Linked DNA regions of Capsicum annuum: region 1 is linked to region 2. The links are chromatin contacts, called in public Hi-C maps. All regions are on one chromosome and are shown on one strand. The core of a region is the stretch at or near the end of the contact, and the rest is flanking DNA. Distances in the headings are between cores, read along the strand shown. Region 1 holds the start of LOC107847094. Region 2 overlaps LOC107855741 (AP-1 complex subunit mu-2).

What was found. A called contact is a pair of places that touch in the nucleus more often than the background predicts.
Region 1: a contact with region 2 is called in a Hi-C map of leaf, with 2.5 times the contacts expected there. The contact joins the promoter of LOC107847094 here to the enhancer-like site in region 2. A contact is called at or near these places in 2 of 5 Hi-C or Micro-C datasets (leaf and placenta).

What each region holds. Positions count from the first base shown.
Region 1 is chr11:110,879,776-110,884,862 of UCD10Xv1.1, forward strand. LOC107847094 reads left to right here and starts at 1,549. Exons shown (of 2, transcript XM_016691336.2): 1 at 1,549-2,059; 2 at 2,581-3,065. The coding sequence starts at 1,836. The coding sequence ends at 2,884.
Region 2 is chr11:110,564,976-110,570,137 of UCD10Xv1.1, forward strand. LOC107855741 (AP-1 complex subunit mu-2) reads left to right here. Exons shown (of 11, transcript XM_016700750.2): 9 at 634-775; 10 at 906-1,028; 11 at 2,142-2,587. The coding sequence ends at 2,240. Among protein-coding and RNA genes, the nearest start is that of LOC107855741, 13 kb to the left of the region's middle. Within about 2 kb of position 3,011, at least 4 of the 5 cell types and tissues checked have an H3K27ac peak or open chromatin away from gene starts, as enhancers often do. A contact at or near this core is called in leaf, where this site is marked.

The DNA of each region.
Region 1 (5,087 bases), core at 299-2,798, 310 kb after region 2:
GATAATTGTCAATTGTCAAATAAGGAAAGCAGATGAGCTGGGGACCCGAAAAGATATAGTAGTTTAATGGTGAACAACACGGGGAATGGGAATAGGGCGATGATGAATTAGGTGATGTCAATGTTAAGATACATAATTTCTTTTGAATATTTATGTTATGTTTGGATTATTCAATTTGGTTCGACCGATGAGTCTTATTAGTATGTGTGGTTATACTGATGCTACTCTTGCTATACCTTTTTTGGGGTGTAGTCTTTTCTGGGAATCAGTGTTGGTTTCATGATTGACGCAGATAGTGATCCTCTCATCAGCAACTTATAATCCTCTCATTCATGATGGAGGATGTGTCCAATTTTTATCATTTTTCATTTAGAATCTCTTATACTTGTTTAGACTAGGTCCTTGGGTAGTTTGTATCTTTATGCACGTATGTATATTCGTAAAATCTGTTGTAATAATAAATTGGTATTTTGTTACTTGTTGGACTTTCACTTATTTTAATAAAGGGTGGCAAGGGATTCTCCTATTTAGGTGGATTAAAATAGGTGTTCTCACGATCCGGTAGTTTGGATCTGACATAATAAATGTAATACACATTTTTGAAAGGAATGGGACAGAAACTTAATATATTTGAATTTTAAAAAAAAAAAAAGTTTTGTATATCGCTTGAGTTGAGTGGAGTCGACATTCATCGGATCTGAGCTTGTATCTTCAATTTTCGATCAATTCATCGCACACTTAGCATAATATTCCAAAAGTATTTATGCTAATTAGCTTGGTAACGCGTGCAACACATGTATTTCAGAACTAGTATTACTGTAAATATTAAAGTCGGGAAACTTCACCACAATAGAGTCACATGTTTTATATTAAAGTCTAGCGACATTATACATTAAACAAAATTTGGTAGTTCTATTGTAATATATTATTTATACAAACTATCTAAAAATTACACAACTTATGTTTCCAATATTACAGAAAATCTCAACTCCCTAAACATATTACAAAAATTTCAACATATACACACAATGTTATGTATATGTCGACTATATTATGTATATTAATAAGGGGAGAGAGAAAAATAATTTAAAAAATGAGAAAGGATGTAATTACTTTCAAAAGGATTGGTATTTATGTTATTTATATAAAAAATTACACAAATACACAACTTATGTTTCTAATATTACAAAAAATTCAAACTCCCTAAACATATTATAAAAATCTCAATATATACACAGAATGTTATATATATGTAGACTATGTTATGTATATTAATAAAAGGAGAGAGAGAGTAAAGTAATTTAAAAAATAGAAAAGGATGTAATTACTTTCAAAGAATGTAATTACTTTCAAAATGGTTAGATTTATGGTATTTATACTATTTGTCTGACTTTATTATTATGGTGGATTGGGTGAAGTTAACCCTCTAACTAACAGATCGACAGGGCAACAGTTCTAGCACCAAGCTAACATAAGAAATGGAGGGTAAACCTCTTTTCCCTCATGAAGGGTATTGCTTAAAATAGATAATTGGTCCTTTTCTTCTTTTGTAGCTTCTCTTTTAAAAATTAAAAAATAAAAATAAAAATCTTACATCTATTTTTTTTAGTAATGAAAATCTTAACTGCATAAGAGAACCGTCAGTTCTACGAACATGTAGAACCTCTAGATTTTATTGGCTCTTACAATGCGATTATTACTCACATATATAAACATTGAAAAAAACTTTCTTGTGTTTACATCTCAATTTAATTTTTTTTTTTTCAAACTTTTACATCCCAATTCCAGCAGGTCCAGAGAAAGGAAAAAAACAAAACAATTTCTCTGAGAAAAATATGAAAACCATGACTTCACGAAAATTGAATTGCTGTTCATTATTAACCATGGCTATCATTCTTGTCCTCACAAAGAGGAGCGAGGCTCATAGCGAAGTTCCGGTGAGCCCATATTGCAAGACTTGCACTATACCAAATTTGTGCAACAGGGTTGTCAATGGGGCAGCAAATTGGAACGAAGCAATGGTTAAGAGCATAAACGCATGTACACAAATTTCATACAGGTAGGCAGGGGTATCAATTGGTTGGGAGGGAGGAGGGGGTTGCGCTGACCTATCCAGAAATCATATGGGTTAAAATAGGCTAAAATTTGAGCGATTGGGTGTTCGACTTTACTAAGTTTAAATTCTTGGTTTAATTCTTTGTTTGTTTTCTTAAAATTTATTTAATCACTTAGTGGAATCTTTTTTGAGGGATTTGTTAAAAAGGTTAGTTCAGTGCAATAAAGTTTTTATTATGCACTGGTGTGGGGAAGAATAAAACCACAAGAATCTATTATATGCAATCTGACTTTATATTTCTATAAAGAGCTATTTTGAAAGCTTGAACTTGTAATCTCATGGTCACATATAGTAAAAAATTTTCTTTAAAATATTTAGACAGTTTCTAAAAATTCAATTTGGACTACATATATCATTGCAATTTTAAATTAAAAAATGGGTGGGTCATTAAAACACCCAAACCTTAAGCGCATTGTACGTGTTATGATTTTATGAGTTAATTATTTTACCACCTTTACATGCAGGATTCAAAATGTGACCACCAACATTCTTCCACAAATCACAGGGATTGAACCACAATCAAAAATATCAATTCAAAATACATGTAAAGAGGCTATGGATAGTGCAGTAAGTGATCTTAAAGAAGCCATGAAGGCACTCACTAAGAATGATCCAGGAACAATGCTCACTAATTTAGCATCTTTGCACACTGATTGTGCTGATGCATTGGAACAATTTGGGATCAAGTTTTCGCCCCTCAATAAAGTTGTTGGCCGTTACCTTAAGTTTATGTCCGTTGCCTTGTCCGTTGCGCAATGTCCACAGTGAACTTCTTCTCGGTTAATGTACTGCTTGGCGATAATTACAAAGGAGTTCAAATTTAAACGAATGTAATGCAGTTACAAGATCATTGAAACTGCTTGGTCTTCTTTTTTTTTTTTGCTGGATCTTCATACATGCTAAATTGTCTCTTATTTGTCAAGAAAATATGAGTATTACACACTTTCAATTTGCTTGGCTTGATTTGCAGTAGTGGACCAAAATAAATAATGTTCCGTGTGAATTCAAACATAAAATCTTCAACTCTTTTTAAAATAAAATTTACACTTTTAAAAATTACAGAAAAAGTATTATAAATAATACTTCAAGCATATTTAAAAGAGGGACTTATAAAAATAGCCTAGGGTTCAACAAAATGGAAGTATTTCTAGCCCAAATTTTAAAATTACAATGTATAGCCTTTCTTTTTTCGTTTTATTTTTTTTGTTTCTTTTTTTCCTCTCTTCTATCTCTAACCTCTACTTTTCTTTTCTTTTTTCTTTTTATTCCTTTTTATTTTCCTCTTTTTGTTTTGTTTTTTTCATTTTTTCTTTTTTTTGTTGTATTTTATATTTTATATTTTCGAAAATACAATTACTCCTATACAAGTCACGATGATGACGGATATATCATAATCGCTCATTAGTTTGCATTCATCATCTTTCTTTTTCATTTTTTTTACTTTTAGATTTTTTTTCTATTTTTGTTTTCTCTTTTTCTTTTTTCGATTCTTTCTTTTAGTTTTTTTTCTTTCTTCTATCTCTTACTTCTATTTCTCTTTCTTCGTTTTTTTTCTTTTTCTATGTTTTTTCATTTGTATCTTTTTCTTTTTAAATTTATTTTATTTTCATTTTTTTTTTGTATTTTTTCTCATTTTTGTCTTTTTCGTATTTTTCCCTTTTTTTCTTTTTGGTTTTTTCTTCTTATTTTTATCTTTTTATTTTTGCCTTATTTCGTTAAGTTTTTTTCCTTTTTTTTTTCATTTCTATATATAGCTTCTACTAGATAATGAAGGGTCTATTTTACGGGCCTAAAATTACAGTTTTAAATATATTTATTGATATTTAATTAATTAATCCAAAAAAATATATTAATATTTTAAATAACAAGATAGAAAACGATAATAGAGATCACACTTTTAAAAAACTATATTTTTTATTTTTATGAAATTAAATAATAGATTACAACTTATTTAAATTTCTCTAATTAAAATATAATATGCTTTAATCCTTATTTTTAACTTCAAGTTAAACACATTTTCTTGAATTAAATAACTAATTTAATATTTTTATTTTTAAATATTATTTACAAAATTATATAAGAGGATAAATTAAAATTATAAGTGTCGGTATATTAATATTTTTTATAAAATATTAAAAGCAGTATTTTCTTAAAATATAGTCTTTTTATCCAATATACAATATAAATAAAATTAACTATCATATTTACATTAAGAAAATAAGAGATTCTTTGTACCCATATAAATATATCATATATTCATTTTCATAATGAAATAATATAAAATTACTAAAGATACAGTATCGATAGTTGAAAATTATCTATTAAATTAATATTGGTGGAGTTAAAATTTTTATTTAAGGGATTAAAAAAATTATGTTATTTGCATGTTGGTTTAAAGAAATTTTACATGCAGGATGATTTATGTATTATGTCATACTTCTCCCATTCCTTTTATTTGCTTTATTTGGGTTAGACAAACATCTTAATAAATTTCTTACTCCTATAAAATTAAAAGTAATTTTACTAATATAACCCAAATTAAATTTTACTAACATTTATTGAACAAAGGCATAATAGAAAAAAAATTGTTCAAATTATTCTTGAAAGATAAAGGAGCAAATATTTAAGAATATAAGCACAACCCAAATGAAACAAATCAAAAGAAATAGAAAACAAACAATATATTGAACAAACAAAACTTTGATTTGATTAATTTTAAAATTTAAGAAAATTATATTTCGTGACAAAAATCAGACCCAAAATATACCTTTTTTTAATCAAATTTTAATTTGGTAAGTGTGAAAAATAAATTAAACTATTTTAGTTCATATATAAAAATTAAATTCAAATATTTAAATGAAACGAATTTATAATATATTTTTATGTACAATTATTTCCTTCATTCCGCTCAAGTATATTATTTTTCTTTTTAAAATATTGAAAAAAAAAGGTAAAAGAATGACTATTTTTA
Region 2 (5,162 bases), core at 1,761-4,260:
TCGACCCTACCCATATACTTTTTTTTCCTCAGATTGTAGTCACTTTTCAGCCATCAAATCTAATAATCCGGCGTGTGAGCATGTTTCGGCTAAGTTTCCGGTGACTTTCATGTTCAAGATCTACTCGTCTCTTGATTTCGAGATGACCCGTATATTTTATACCAGTTTTCGACAATTTTCCAGCGACACATCGACCTTACGACAATATTTACTACTTTTCGGATCATTTTTTTCAGTTTGTTCCGTTTCAATTGAGGTCTCCCATACGTCCAAAGCAGTCCTTATCAGTTTTCTTGCAGATAGCTTCACCAAGTCCCTCACCGATTCTCATATTAGTTACATCCATAACAAGCTTGGTACATATGTCTTCTATGCACCAGCTTGAGGGGGAGTGTTAGAATATGAGTAGGAATAGGAATAACATATAAAATCCTACTTGGAAAAGGATTGTAATGTAGTGTCCTATTAGGAAAAGGATTGGAATGTATTGTCTATAAATAGGGCCCCAATGTAATAATGTAGTTACAACAATTCAATAATATTTTTATCTTATATTATTTCTCACAGATTGCATGCATTACGTTATGACAAAGTTTTCCATATCCAATTTACGAGTTTCTTCGATAATTTCAGTACTGCAACTAATGTTGAAATTGAGTTACCCGTGGCAACGGATGCTACAAATCCAAATGTCCGAACATCAATGGGATCATCTACTTATGCACCTGAAAAAGATGCACTGATTTGGAAAATAAAATCTTTCCCAGGTGGTAAGGTTAGTGTAGACTTGATCATTGTTGAGGATTTAACTCCCCTGATCGAAAAAAGAAGTTGAGGATTTAACTCATAGTTTTTGTTTGTTCTCTCATTGCACTTGCCTATATGTGTTGCCATTTCTTTTTCAGGAATATATGTTGAGAGCGGAGTTTACTCTTCCCAGTATTACAGCAGAAGAATCAGTTCCTGAGAGAAAAGCTCCTATACGTGTAAAATTTGAAATACCTTATTTTACAGTTTCGGGTATACAGGTAAGCCATTAAAGGCATTAGTTGTACTAACTGTCAAAAAGATTGGTTTTACTTTGTCGTAGACTTCCAAGTCTTTTTTCCCTTGATTTCTGTAATCTCTACTTCTCTAGGCCCATGTTGATATCCTTGCTTGGTCTATCATATTAAAAAACCACTATGAGTTTCGGATGAGCTGTTAACACTATGTAGTTGATTGGTTCTCAGGCTGGGAAGGTAGTAGGGGAGTCGGATGGCATTAGGAATTCGAACTGGCAATTACACTAAGGCTCAACACTTCAAATGGTATTGGGAATTAAGGGTTATTGTACATGTAAAGGCATATTGGGGATAATGAGGTGATGTTACTGGTTCAGTTCAGCTGTAGACTCACATTGGAAGAAACTTAGAACTGGCAGAACAGAACACAATGTCCTTTTAGTTAAACTCCATTTTTTAAAGTTATTTTCCTTGCTAGTCGCTACTGTTATTATTGCTTGACAGTGTGCAATACGAACTAGTGGAGGCGATGTATAGCTGATTGTTATCTCTTCATGTGCAACAACTGCGTATATTGAAGTCTAATTACCCATGGATGAACATGTCTGTTTTCATGGTACAAATATCCACTGTAGTGCTGCAATTAACCAGCTGAATAACTTTAAATTATTTAAAAGTGGAGATGAGTTTATCGGAAACAGCCTCTCTACCTTGAGCTGGGGGTCTATCGGAAACAGCCTCTCTACCTCTTTAGAGGTAGTGATATGGACTGCGTACACTCTACCCTCCCCAGATCCCACTATGTGGGAATATACTGGGTATGTTGTTGTTGTAAAAGTGGAGATGAGTTTATAAGACTCCAACAATACTGACTAATATGTGGATTCTAATTAGGCACTGAGAGTTCACCACCTGCCTTTCTATAGAACAGGAAGTAACTATCTCTAGTGGGCAAACTTTTCTTCAGATCTAATCTGGCTATGCTGTTTGTTGATCAAACTGTCAACCACAATTTGTTCAGTGTTGGGAGAGTCTTTTATATGGAAACTGAAGTATATTTTTGTTTTTTCCTGTTCTGTAAGCTGATATAGCGTGTGCTTAACATTGTAACAATATGTATTGTTTGGTGCATGCTAGGTTCGCTACTTGAAGATTATTGAGAAAAGTGGCTATCAGGCTCTTCCATGGGTGAGATATATTACTATGGCTGGTGAATATGAGTTAAGACTAGTATAAGGTCAAGCGCAGATGGTGTTTCCAGCCAATTGAGTTTGTTAGCAGGCCTCAAGTAACAAGTTCTAAAACTCTCAGCCCGTTTCGCAAAAGGCAACTGCTCGTTCACTCTGGATAGCAACATATTTTTGGGGGCCAGTTTTGTTGTTTATTGTATTTGACTCTTACATGTGATGGTGTTCATTTGCTTGTATCATAGCTTTTAACGATTAGTCTCATATCAAATATTTCGTCAAGGCAGATTCCCAACTATCTACTGCTTTGTATGTCTTGGTCTCGTAACAAATGATTGATGTTAACAACATTGGCATTTTGTTGTTATATATTTGATGGTGGGAGTTTCTTTTTTATATTTCAAGGTCTTCGAAAGGTGATAAGTTGATAACATTTCACCTTTGCTTATAGGAAGTCGTTGAGCTATATTTGTAACAGTTTGGATCTTGTTATGAATCGATGTTGTTGTTGTTGGATCAATTATAATCATGGATATAGAGATCACTATGATCAAGCCTCTGGGACAAATAAAGTGCAAGGCAAACTAACTCAACCTAGTACCAGAAATTTAAAAGGAAAACTAATACCGTACCAAAATGGAAGCATAATGTGTGATCAAAATAAAAAGGGATTGGAATAGCACCTATTGATTCTTTTATTGGAATAGCACCTATTGATTCTTTTACTCCGACGATGACAAAAGAAACACGACCAATGCCTTCAGTCAAGTTTAGGCAACTTTTTTCTTAAATGAGAAAAAGTCAACATTACCACGCTGACACACATTCTCATGCAATATTAACGTTCATCCTTACGGCGTTTTCCTCAACAGTTGCACTACTCTTCGTTTGATATAAAAATTAATTGTTTCATTTCACTTAGTCATTTACCAAATTAAGATGGTTAATATTTTTTAGTATTAAATAATTATATAAAGTAATACTAGTTAAAGTTAGAGTTTCAAAACATTATTAATAAAGTTAGTTTAATAAAATATAAAAAAAATTAAGGTGCGTATCAGGTTAATAAAGATCAAGTAATATGAAATGAGGGAGTACTATTTAAAATTTGTTTGCTCGATATTTAAATATTTTATTTTACTTTTAGTGACACAATTTTTATAGCTTCATGAGTGTCATCAAAATGCGCATGGTAGATTATTCTATTGTATTTCTTCCTTTGATTATGATTGACTTTTTGTTCAATATCATAAGAGAAGAAAGAAATTTATGTAGGTCAGATCCTAGTTGAGATAAATGCTATCCGACTTGAATGATCAAATTGATTCTTTCACTTTGTCGAACTCAAAATAGAAGCTCTCTTTACCCAGAGGAGATCCATCTTTATAGATATCATCATCTACATCCATAAAGCTCTATGTTTTGGAAGAAGCTCGAAAAAAGTTTGGGAATTAATCAAAAGAAAAATCTGCAAGATATGTTTAATTCTCCCTCCATTTGACTATCTGAGTAGGAAACTGGAACAGTCCTTAATTTCAAAGAAAAAGCTGAGACGAGAGCTATGCCTTCTGGAATCAGAACAATAACTGCTATAAAGTAATGAGATGTGCAAAAATGATCCCTATAACCAGATTCTCCATGTTATATGTGAGGTCAGTAAAATTCTCCAAAGAGTGATTTCTACTCTTCCTTTTTTCTAGTTTTTTTTTTATGAGTGATAAAACGAGAGATTTTTCATCTGCCAATGAATTGGATCCACCCCAATACAATGATGGGATTCTTGACTATGAGATGTGGACATGGCATGATAGATATTGAACTTCACATGAAAATTGAAATTTCTGACACCACGAATCGGTATTATGATATTTGGTACATAATTTAAATTTTTAGTATTTAATACGTTATCTAATATTTGTAATAAAAACATCGAAATATTGAATATGATACCGAAGTATATAATTACATATATAAGTCACATATATTATTATAATACTAATAAATATAAAAACTAGTATTAGTATAAATAAATTTGGTTACTGAAATTTTGACTAATTTATCTTGGTTGAAATATTTTTTTTTTGTGTAATTAATTAATAGAGGGGGTTGCTTGTACTTTTTTTTAAAAAACTGTTTATACATTTGTAAAATGCTAATATGATATAATTAAGATATTTTTGAAATATTAAAATCATAATTCTCCATTATATGAACATATATAAGTCAAAAACTATTTCTACATCTGTAAAGTGCTAATATGAACATATAGTACAACGTATGAAATCAAACTTAAAAATATCGGGTGATATTAAATTAACTTGATAAAATAATAACATTGTAATTTTATAAATCAAAAACTGAAATTATCGAATTGAAATTTTCAATACTGTATTATATCTTTCCATACGATTATTAAGCATCATTATCTCAATTTATAATCAATAGCATTAGTTACTGCTATAGTTAAGTCTTTTTGAGAATATGTAGAAGATTCCTCTTATCGTGTAGGAGTATACAAAACAGTTAGTTTCCTTAATTTTGCTGTAGATTATTATTGTGTTGTATTTAAAGTTTAGCTGTTGAATGAATAAAATTAACTTTTCACTACTTTTCTTTATTAAAATTTATATGGTATTAATGACACAACCCAATTTTTCAGGTCATTATGTCACTTACTATAACCCACTAATAGATAAGTCAATTTATAATTCAAAATAGCTAGTAACGAAATATCAAGAGAATTAAAAGGAAATAGCAGAAATGAATCTAAATAATAGACTAATATAGAATACAACTCCCAAAATCTGGTGAAATTAGTAATAGAGCTTCTAATAGAATCAGAGTACAAAGAAAATATAGAATAAATATACATGTGTTACACCTCATTTTAACAGGGGTCAAACTGACCAGACCGGAACCGGGAACTTGTTGTAATGGGCATCTCGAGCCCAACAAGGACCGGAGATCACCT